Linked DNA regions of Astyanax mexicanus: region 2 is linked to region 1. Evidence: chromatin contacts called from public Hi-C data. All regions are on one chromosome and are shown on one strand. The core of a region is the stretch at or near the end of the contact, and the rest is flanking DNA. Distances in the headings are between cores, read along the strand shown.

The links. A called contact is a pair of places that touch in the nucleus more often than the background predicts.
Region 2: a contact with region 1 is called in a Hi-C map of muscle, with 15 times the contacts expected there. The contact joins the promoter of foxp1a here to the enhancer-like site in region 1. A contact is called at or near these places in 3 of 3 Hi-C or Micro-C datasets (blood and muscle).

Annotation. Positions count from the first base shown.
Region 1 is chr13:27,728,065-27,733,672 of AstMex3_surface, forward strand. foxp1a (forkhead box P1a) reads right to left here. Exons shown (of 16, transcript XM_007256346.4): 8 at 4,272-4,359; 9 at 2,930-3,013; 10 at 1,994-2,201; 11 at 573-649; 12 at 281-382; 13 at 1-81. Among protein-coding and RNA genes, the nearest start is that of foxp1a, 34 kb to the right of the region's middle. Within about 2 kb of position 2,952, the one cell type or tissue checked has an H3K27ac peak away from gene starts, as active enhancers do.
Region 2 is chr13:27,762,093-27,767,700 of AstMex3_surface, forward strand. foxp1a (forkhead box P1a) reads right to left here and starts at 2,718. Exons shown (of 16, transcript XM_007256346.4): 1 at 2,550-2,718. It overlaps eif4e3 (eukaryotic translation initiation factor 4E family member 3), which reads right to left. Exons shown (of 7, transcript XM_007256349.3): 7 at 5,278-5,608.

The sequences.
Region 1 (5,608 bases), core at 1,702-4,201:
ATCCACAGTCCACACGGCCCCCTTCACATTCTCCACTCTCACAAAACACTTGTGAAGACTGAGGTTATGTCGCACAGCATTCTACACAGCAAAGACAAAAAAATTGTATTTCTATTACAATATCTACAATATTTAACTTCAATATTTGTACCAAACACCAGGACATAGAACTACAACACACAGCTTCATAGGGCAAGGCAGCCTTCTTGAGGAGTAAACTCGAGAAGCTAACAAAAGTGAGCAAATAATGAAACAATGGTGTAGCTGAGACGGTTGTTACCTTCCATGTCGCTGCGTTGCGTCTAAAGTAGGCAAAGGTTCGAGTGAACCAGTTGTAAATTTCATTTAGAGTTAGCTGCTTGTCTGGAGACTCAAAAATTGCCTGAAAAAAAAACAAACAAATTTTTATGTTATTTTATCTGTTTGCTGTCGCACATTTTAAAATGGCACTTACAAGCAACTGTTTAGAGTTCATGCACACATTTCACAAACAAATCTAGAAATATTTGCCAAAATATAACGTAATAAATATCAGAAAAGGGGACAGTCAATGGCTGGCAGATGATCCTTACCTGTCTTATCAAAGCTGCATATGTGAATGGAGGTCTGACTTCAGCACTCAAATAAAACTCCTTATTTTGCACAATATCTGAAAGATGGAAGAAGAAACATCAGTTAAAGGCAAGGCTCAAGACCCTTTTCGGACATTTTTAGTGCAAAAAAGTGTAGCTATGCCTTGTGTAGCAGCCCTTTACATTTTAGCTCTTGAAATATGCTATACTAAAGTTATAAAATTAAGTAGAGCTGGGCGATTAATCGATTTTACAGTTAAGGATTTTCTCTGAGTTTTAATTTTCACCAACCACGCTCCCCAGTGGGCTCCCTGTGAGCTTAGCCACTCCCTCCCTCCTGCGCACACCCCCCGCACCTCCCTCCCTCCCTCCCTCGAAGAGAAACATCAAAGATTTTTTTTTGGGTCATATCACCCATCTCTACACTTAAGAACAGAGTTTAAATAGTTCAATATTTACAGTTTACCATTTCTTTCCACTTCTTGTACCATTTCTTGTAGTACAATAATATAAAAGCCTGAAACACTAATAACATTACATTACTAAGCACAAGTAAATTCTAAAGCTAACTGTCTTCAATACTTGTTTTTTTAAGATCCTTTAAACAAGTGTCAAAATTATAAGGACGAGATTAAGTGGTGATCATCCAGAAGTAATGGACTTATATACCCATCTAGCCCATGCTTGGCACTGAGCATGGTAGTGCTAATAAAGTCATGTTAATCTGCTCTGGAGCTTTTTATCCTATTAATTCTACTGGTAGTGACTTTTTTTTTTTTTACAGAAATTAGACAAGCTGTGTGCGCATTTGCACATATGCAGAAGCAAGACGCATGACTTCTAAGTAGCTGAATACATTCATTAGAAGGGATGTCCACAAACATTTGGACATTTGGTGCACATATACAATGTTATCAACTACATTGCCAATTGATTATTGCCATCAGCTGCATGTTTTTATTTCTTCAGTCAGTAAACAAAGAGTGACATTTCATTCACCCCATTTGATTCTGTGTGATATTTCACAACGCCACAGATTCTCGTCCAATGTCTCTCTAGTATTGGATTTCTGAGAACCAACATAATGCACTGGCTGTATCCCAGCAACCGGAAGGTTTAAACAAACACCAGAAGGAGCATTGCATTCATGTGTGGGGCTCCAAAAGTTCCAAAAACTCAAACCTAAGTTTGACTTAGTCTTTTTTAAGAAAGAGTATAAAAGCACAGAATGAGGTGAAGTAACTTTGAATTTCAGATGCATTTAAATACTTAAAAAAAACTCTTTCCCATCTACTGCCCTTGACTTGAACAGTTTTGATGTGAAAAAAATGTGCCTGAATATTTAGCATATTTGTGCTGTTTACTCGAATCAAGTTCAGTGTGTTGCAGCCTTACGGCTGCATGAGAGTTCTTTTTCTAACCTTGGTCCATGGCCATGTTGTACTTGTCAGAGTAGCGCTTGCGAATGGGCCCCACGCCATGCAGACTGGTGGGGATGATGACTGTGGGAGTCTGAGGCAGCGGTGTGAGGGGTGTGGACGGGGCTGTGGCACTTTGGGAAAGGCTCATAGAGGGAATGGTCTTGGGAACAGTTGCCTTGGCAAGAGTGAGGTTGGAAACCAGGTTCACCTTTTAGGACACACACATATTTATATATTACAGGTTGTGCACAGAACTATGACATAATGTTAACTGAATGGGCAAATCATTGTGATTATGAGAGAGATGTAAAAAAGAAATAAAGAAAAGAAAAAGAACATTTCATATAAACTGCGGCAAGACAGCGAAGCCAACGACTAAATACAGACAGAAAAACTGACTGATCTCGCCTGCAGGTCGGACAAGCACCTTTTGCCAATGCAAGCACTGCAGTCTATAAACCATTTCAGTGGATAGTACATGGTAAATAAATTTAGATGCCACACAGGATTTAAACAGTGGACTAATCTTGCACAGACAGACGCTGCCCACCGCCAACCAGCATCTGGGACTGTTTACCCTTGAGCCGTGGCTGTCATGCCGTCCAATTGTGAAGCTTTATGTAAATGCACAAATCCTGCCAATTTCATAGGACCAGAATGTTCCATAAAACTCTCCCTCACTGTTCCATTAACCAGTGCCACTTTCTAAATCTATCTGGACATCACAGTAAATGTAGTCTAAATGAAAAAGGAACAATGCAGTATTTACTCTGCAAACAAACTATACATCTGTGCAGCAATGGGGGATTTCCACTGTCAGTATACAGGACACACAAACATGACTACATCCCCCCCCAAAAAATGAGATTACACACACTTAAAGTTCTGGGCCAAAACTGGAAAACCTGGAAAGTGAGTTTTAACTGCTGGGCTTACCGGCTGTGGGGTTGGTTTAGGCTCAGTAGATTTGACATGGAGGTGGGCCATCATGGCCTGGAGGCGTTCTTTGTCTTTAGCTAGCTGTTTTGCAAACACAAACAAAGAGAGCACAAAGATATTTCATCAGTTCACATTCCTTCCCAAGCGGCTGTAGCTAGGGCTGGGCAAATAATCGAAAATAAATAGAAACCAACGTTCAGAACCTCAGAACTGATATAATCTTGCACGTTTAGATTTGAAGATTCCATATTTCTTTAGTAAAAAAATTTTCCACTGTGTGTGTCTGCATTCATGTACTGTCCCCCTTTTTTTAATCTAAAGTATTTTACTAATATTAGTGTATTTTAACGTTTGAAAGAGCAAGATCCCCCCACACACACACATAGTGATCTATGGAGTCCCCCAGGGATCAGTCCTTGGTCTCACCCTTTTTACTTTATCTTAAAACTAACACATACTCCTCTGCAGCCTCTTAATTGTCATTACCAAACCTCTCTATCACAAATTGACACTTGTCTAGAATATATGGATACAGATGTGGATGGAGCACAACTTCCTCCAGTTGAATAGTGCCAAAACAGAGGCGATCATGATTGGCACTCAAAACAAGGCCATAAGATTCCAGTCTGCTACATCACCAGCCCATCTTGGCATGAGGTTTGACCCTCAACTCACTCAAGAGATCCATACAAGAGATATTAAACACCTCTGTAAGATCTTCAGTCTAGTCTGATATATTATTTGCAAGCATCATATTAGAGATTTTGAACACTGAGCCAATTGAGCAACTTGACCAGCTTTTATGCCCCCCAAAAAACAACACACCATGCCAGTGATTCATTAAATACTATGTAATGAGTGTATATTAATCATTACTGCAGAAAATGTTCAACTAATTAAGCCTAATTATGCTCATAGACTAGTTGTTGCTTCTAGCTTTAGTGCTGTAGTGTCTTGGACTACTTCATTTATGGGTGTGAATTAGGGCTGCATAATACTAGAGGAAAAAAAAAACCTAAAATTACTATATTTTGTTGTTTTGTATATTGTGATTTATATTAATCACGCCCTCTGTGAATCAAAGATAGAAGTAAAATAATTAATATATGGCATACATAATCTACATCTGCTAGAAATGTCATAGAAAATGTGCAGTGGTATAATTTGCATTGTGTGACATTGCAATGACCATGCCGAATCAATAATCTTTGAAGCTCTAATCTGTGTAAAAAACATTTGATGATCACATTTGAGAATTAAACCAATAAAAGAAAAAATACCACACAAACTAATCTTGAGATTAAGAAATAATTTGAAATAAAACACAGGCACTGCTTACCTGCAGTTCAAGTTGTTGAACAACTTGCATTTGAACTCTGCACTGAGCTGTGCTTTTGTCATCCAGCGCATGTTCATTGTTTAAATGCCTGTAATAAAGAAGATAACTTTTAGTAAATAATACAAAAATAAGCAAAACTCTTTCAGTGATCCAACAGGATGAGTTACAAAAGATTGCAATGAACTATAAGTGTTTTCTGAAGTGTTATGTTTGACATTCAGCAGTAGGGGGCAGCTTAGTCAACCTGTTTAAATCCATGTGTCTATGAAATATATGGCAGGGGTATAAATTCAAATGTCCGGTCAGAACTAAATATCAAAGCAGGTCTTGTTTCAGGTGCTAAGAACAAATCTACAAATCTCTTCATTTAGATACAATTCATATCACCGACACTTTCAGAAAATCAAAGCCTGTAACGAACCTTTAAATAATTCATAAATGATGTTTTAAAAGAAAACACCTCCAATAAAAACACGTTTCAAAACTGGAACAAAGCCAAACTACAAACACTGCAGCACACTATTCATATTATTTACAACTACTTAAGCTGCAAAGAGGACAAACAGAGTTTAGTACAAGCATTTCAAACACAATCACAATTTACAGTCCTGTTTATGAAGTTCCTTCAGAAGGAACACTCTCTGCTGTGCCTCTTATCAAACTATTTCGACTGTATAAAGTTCCAGGAGGGAACAACAAAGAGTTACGGCCAAAGAAAAAAAAAATCTTCTGTACACAGACAGAGCTTTTGCGGAGCACAGGATGATCTGCGGTAGTTCAGAGCATGTTTTTAATAGCCTGGCTGAGAGCTGAGCTGCAGAACAAAGACAGTGTTGTGGCAATAGGCAGGGCGGAGCCGGAGAGTGGGAGCAGGGGTCAGGGTCAGTGGAGGGGGCACAGATAAACATCCTCCTGTTGTTTGTTTTGGGAGGGACGGCCAGGATCACCATGGGTACACTGTTTATCACAGAGAGCTGAGCTCAACCCTGAGGGGCCCCACTGCTACACCACCACAGGGGAGGGAGGGAGAGAGAGAGGGAAAGAGATTTTGGAGGAGGGAGAGAAAGGAAGGGCAAATATTGGAATGATATAACAAAGAAAGGCAGGAGAAAGGAAAAAAAGAAAAGAAGAATAAAGCAAAAAGGTAAGCAGAAAGAAGAAAGTACAAAGAATAAAAGAAAAGCAGAACAAAAACAGGCAAGTAGGAAACTTCTGCATACTACTTATGTTTGCTTCAGTCTGTTACCCTCCAGTGCTCAGGAAACACAAGCTAAATATATAAAACACTGCTAGATGGACAGATGTACAGAGGAAGACACGACAAGATACGACACTGA
Region 2 (5,608 bases), core at 1,468-3,967, 34 kb after region 1:
TCAGCCAGAAGCAACATCTTGTATGTCAAGTTTGAAGAAAAAAAGAAAAAAAAAAAGCTGAACTTTGCTGAGGAGGCAGATCTTTACAACAAACGCTTCAAAGGTAAAGAGTTCTTGCTTGGAAATCACAGGCCCTCTGGGCAGGTAACACCTGGTTCACAGCCATTCAAATCCCGGTGAGCAAAGAGTATGAGTACAAAGAGCACTTCATACAGAATTGTACAGCACACTGCATTAGTTACCTACCTTTTATTTGTACAGAGGAATGACAAAGCAAAACCATATTCTAAATCTAAATATCACTATGCAGAATAAAGCAATTGACCCATAGTATCAGAGTCTGGTAAAATACCCATAATGAGCTATATTAAAGAAAACGTTAAAAAAAAGTTCATGAACGTAATCTGAAGGAACTAGAGAATTATATTACAGTGCCTTTACGACCTGTATAGTATAAGCTATAGGATCTAGATAACATTGTAGGGTTGTTAATAGTATAGCAAACTTTTGTAATCCTTTCTGTTAAAGATACCTAAAACATTCACATTCACTTTCTCTCTAACCAATCAAGAAAGAAATATTCACAAGTAATGTAAGACAACAATTTTGAGTAGTCATATTTTACCATTACTAGAATTTTGCATCTCTCTTATCTACACACAATAAATGATAAATGGCAAATCTTAAGTGTTATGTGTGTTAAGTGTTATGTATGTGTTTTGATCTATATTGTTGTTCATTCAACACTGATAACATTTCATGAACATTTCTGATAACATTTTTACTATTTTTCTGATTAGACTTTTTCTATACATTTTGCATGACAAACTGCCAATGGCAATTTCAGAGATCTGCACTATAACTTAAACTAGTTCAAATATATTTTTAATAAAATTATTACTACAAGCCAAAACTCATATTTCTAATTATGTTATAAAGCTCTAAAATGGCACATATTTAAAATGCAAATTGCCACATTTATGTATTCTAATATCTTATACTAGCATTTGTTCTAGCCAGATGGTCTGGCCATTTAAAGATATGTGGGCCTGGACTTCTCGGTAGTGAGAGTAACGCAGCTGATAGAACTGATTCTTTGAGTGTACCAAACTAAAAAAACTCTGGAATATAAACAAGAAGAAGATGGATAATAAATGACAACAAATCAAGCTGAACTGCTTATTTTTTTGCACCAGGAGTAGCGTAAAGTTATCCAAAAGCAGTGTGTAAGACTGGTGGAGGAGAACATGCCAAGATACATGAAAACTGGGATTATAAACCAGGGTTATTCCAGCAAATACTGATTCCTGAACTCCTAAAACTCTATGAATATTAACTTGTTTTCTGCATTATTTGAGGTCTGAAAGCTCTGCATCTTTTTGTTGTTATTTCAACTGTTTCTCATTTTCTGCAAATAAATTATCTAAATGGCAATATATTTATTTGGAATTTGGAAGAATTGTTGTTCGGAGTTTATAGAATAAAAAAACAATGTTCATTTTACTCAAACATAGACCTATAAATAAAATCAGGAACTGAAGTGGTCTCTTAATTTTTTTCAGAGCTGATTTTACACTCATTACATTATTTGAGGTCTGAAAGCTCTGCATATTTTTTGTTATTGCAGCATTTTTCCATTTTTTGCAAATAAATGGTTTTTACTCATTAAATCATTTTACTCAAACAAATAAAAAAACTGCAAATAAATAATTTTACTCAAACATAAACCTATAAATAGCAAAATCAGAGTTGTCTCGGGCCAAAATTATGCAGTTAGACCACCGACGTTAACATATGACCAGTCAAAACTGAATAAAGGATGTCACCCTGGCAATATGTCTAGTCAGAATGGCTTTATAGATCTGTAGAGCTTATAATACTACTAGTCAATATTCAATAGCTGATATAGTAGCTTATATAAGAGTTTCTACAATTCTCATATCCATATAAACACTGAGGCTGAATAATTCAACGAGACAAACGGATTAGAACAGGTTAGCTAGGTTAACAATACTGATGAACTGAGTCTGGTATTATAGAAACTTAGCTACCAACAATAGATATTATACAGTGTACAGATATCTAAAGAGCTGTGGAGCACAGGAGGAGTGAGAACAGAAGCTCAGCCTGTTATCCTGAACTCCAGGCTCCAACTTCTCTCTCTCTTCGCTGACTAACTAACTAACTTCTCTAAAGGCAGCAGCAGCAGGCAGGCGCACATGGGCTTTAGCAGAAACTCACCTCACCGAGCTGCGTGTGGAGGAGAACCTGCTCCTTCTCCCTCACAGCTTCCACCCTCACCAGCCCCACAGAAAACACCGTACAGTCTTTACATAACTAAACCAGACTCCCAACTCACTCTAAACACACAGGCTGAGCTCCATGGATACAGATTATACAGCTAAAACAGTTAGTTAGCAGTTAGCCCGCCGCCTAGCTTAGCTCAAAACTGCTCTATTTCACCATTAGCCAGTGAGCTAGCCTCCGCTAGCCCCGTTAGTCTGAAGAGCCGCGCGCTCACAGAGCCCCGCAAAACCTCCTCAACTCACCCGAGCGGACCGTATTCAGCGCAGGCGGAGCTGAAAACAAATTTAAAGAAAAACTAAAACACTCTTTTTAACTCTAATTATTATTATTATATTTTTTTTTATCGCAGAAGCAACAGCGGCTCGCGGAGCTGCCTCGCCGCTGGCGCTGCTCTGGTCTGAGCGCCCACACCGCGTTCACGTCCAAGAACCGCAGCACAATGTAAACAAATGTATTCATCCGCCCCGGGGACTATATGGCGCTGCTCTGAGAACGGCGTGGATTAACGCTAATGTTACATTAAACACATTAAACACAACACTCAAAAAATATTTTACCCATTTAAGAGAGAGTACAGCTAAATGGAATTAGGAGAGACGTAACATAAATACAAAAATACAACTAAATAATAATAATAAAAAAAACTTGCTCAGATCGTGACGTCACATCCACCTGCTGAGGAGAGGAGAGGTGGGAGAAGAAAAAACGTGAAGAAAATTTTAGGTCGAAAAAACAGGTTAAAACTTTAAATTAAGATTTTTTTATATATATTTAGTAATATTTAATGGCGTAACCGTGTATGAAGATATATGATATAGTGACAGAGTTTTAACCCTATAATTACACGATGTTGCCCTCAGGCAACAAACCATCTTTTAGTTATTACATCATTCTATAAGATATTTTAGGGATTGTTGTTTTTAATGTCAATCTTCACAGCTTTTTTGGATTAATTTGGATTAATTTTAAACTTAACATTCTTTCTTTTGATGTAGATGATATTTTATTTTATATGGGAAACCTAAGTTTAGCTTTTTCTGATGCCATAAATATAAATTTACTTTTAGCAAAATACCACATTCACTGCAGTAAGAGTGAATGTGGAACTGCTTTTCTCTGCTTTCTTAAATTAATTTAAATCATATTATTGTTCATTAAGTAGATTTAAAAAAAACTGAAAAACTGCTAGCATCATCTTACACCAGATTTCCAAAATATTCTTGTTTTAAGATTCAAATTGTATAACTTTGCTCCTCTGTTCTTTTGTTGTATGTTTGTGTAAGCATCCCCTAGCTTATAATTTGTGGTTATGATAACATTTACAGGAGTTTGTATCATTGTGTATTGTTCTGTATTGTTTGGCTAATTATAAAAAAAAAATCCATAACATACCTTATTCTTTATGTATTTACTTATTTTTAATATAATGACACAAGGCATATCTATATACAATACATAAAGGAGTGCAAGAATCTGTAAAGAATTATATTTGGCTCTTTATATTTTTATATTCTTGTCGTAAGTTTACTGAACACGTTTTATTTCATTTGTTGCATTTGGGCAACATTATGTAAATCACTTTTAATTGGGCCATCGTGATGAAACAGGGGTGATTCAAACAATTAGCATGTTAAAAAAAAGAACAAAATCAAATATCAAGTAATTTATTTTCTCCCCAAAAATGTATTCATGCCATAGAGGGTTAAAAAAAGTTTTTATGTATTTAGAAATGTATTATATATTTTTACAATATATGTACATATTTAGACAATTATGTCAAATTTATTATCTAGATTAACACTCTCATTAGAAAATGTTTCAATAGCTTTTTATCATAGTTTGTATGTATTGTCTAATAAAAATAATAATCAAATTAACAATGGATTTTTTTTATTATTATTGTTTTATTATTTTTTTGATGATCAAAGCCTCAGGGTCAATATTACACATTATAAATCTACAATCATCATCTTGCCAGGGCTTTCTTGTATGTTTTATAATAAATAGCGCAGTTTCTGGATACATGTGATTAAATTGACAGTTTCATTATATATTTGATATTCGCAGAACGTATCAGGACATACATGGATTCGTTTAGGTGAGTCTTTGATCATTACTGTATAGTTGGGTTACATAAATATACTAATCTAAACCGTCATTTCTCTAAATATACAAAAACAAGAAGATACAAAAGTGCTAATTATTAGTGAGGTCTGTGGTTTTACAATAACAAAAAAAAAATCAGCATATTAAAGACACTACCTGGTGTAAATATACATGTATATGACTAACATCTCGAAAAACATCCAACAAACTAATGCGAAATACAAAGAAGGGGTGATGGTTTTTAGTGTGTTTTTTAAAATGGTCTTTAGCGCCACTCTGTGGTGTAATTTAAAATCAGCTGTGGACGAAGTACCTAAACCACGTGTTTGAGTTGAAGTAGAAATAGAGTAGAATAATCCAGTAAAAAATATTTACCTCAGATGTACTAGCTAAATACTGAAAGCAAAAGAAACATATGTTAATATATGAAGTAATATATGGTATGACACATGATAAGTCCTAAGGAACTTAAGTTCATTTTAGAAGAAAAACTCTATAGACTGTAATTAATTAAGACACTAATATGTATTTAAATGTCCATAAACTTTAAACACTTGAGGCAAATCATTTTCAAATGACTGTACATAGTATTTTAGCAAAATTAAAGTTTTGTTTGAAGATTTATTTGCAACTTATTTACAATTTTTACAATTTGATCTGTCCAACAGGTAAAAAAAACGTTTTGATACATTACATTTTTTATGCAGACAGCAAAAGTACCAAAAGTAATTTGTTTTATGTATGTGTGTGTGTGTGTGTGTGTGTGTGTGTGTAATTCACTTTAAAAGAGTAGAACATTTCACTTTGAAATATGTAGTGGAGTTTAAGTAATATGTGTATTTGAAGTAAAAACACACTCTGCAATCCTCCAAAGTTCTTGTTTATTCAATATTTCAAAACCTATAAGCAAAACAAAAAAAAATCAATTTACATTATAACTGATTAAATACATAGAGATAAAACAGAATATTCTATGAGTGAAACCCTGGGAGAACACAAGGCACCGTTCCAGAAGATTGACAATCAGTTTGAGGTCTCACATCCTGACTGGGAGCCCTGGATTACCAACAAGAAAAAAGCCTCAGCTCAGAAAAATAAAACTATCCATTTCAGTACTTGTGTCTCATAAAAAGATTTATAATACATAGGGAAAGCTGCTATCGAAAAGGTCAGCTGCATGTACAGACTCATTTCT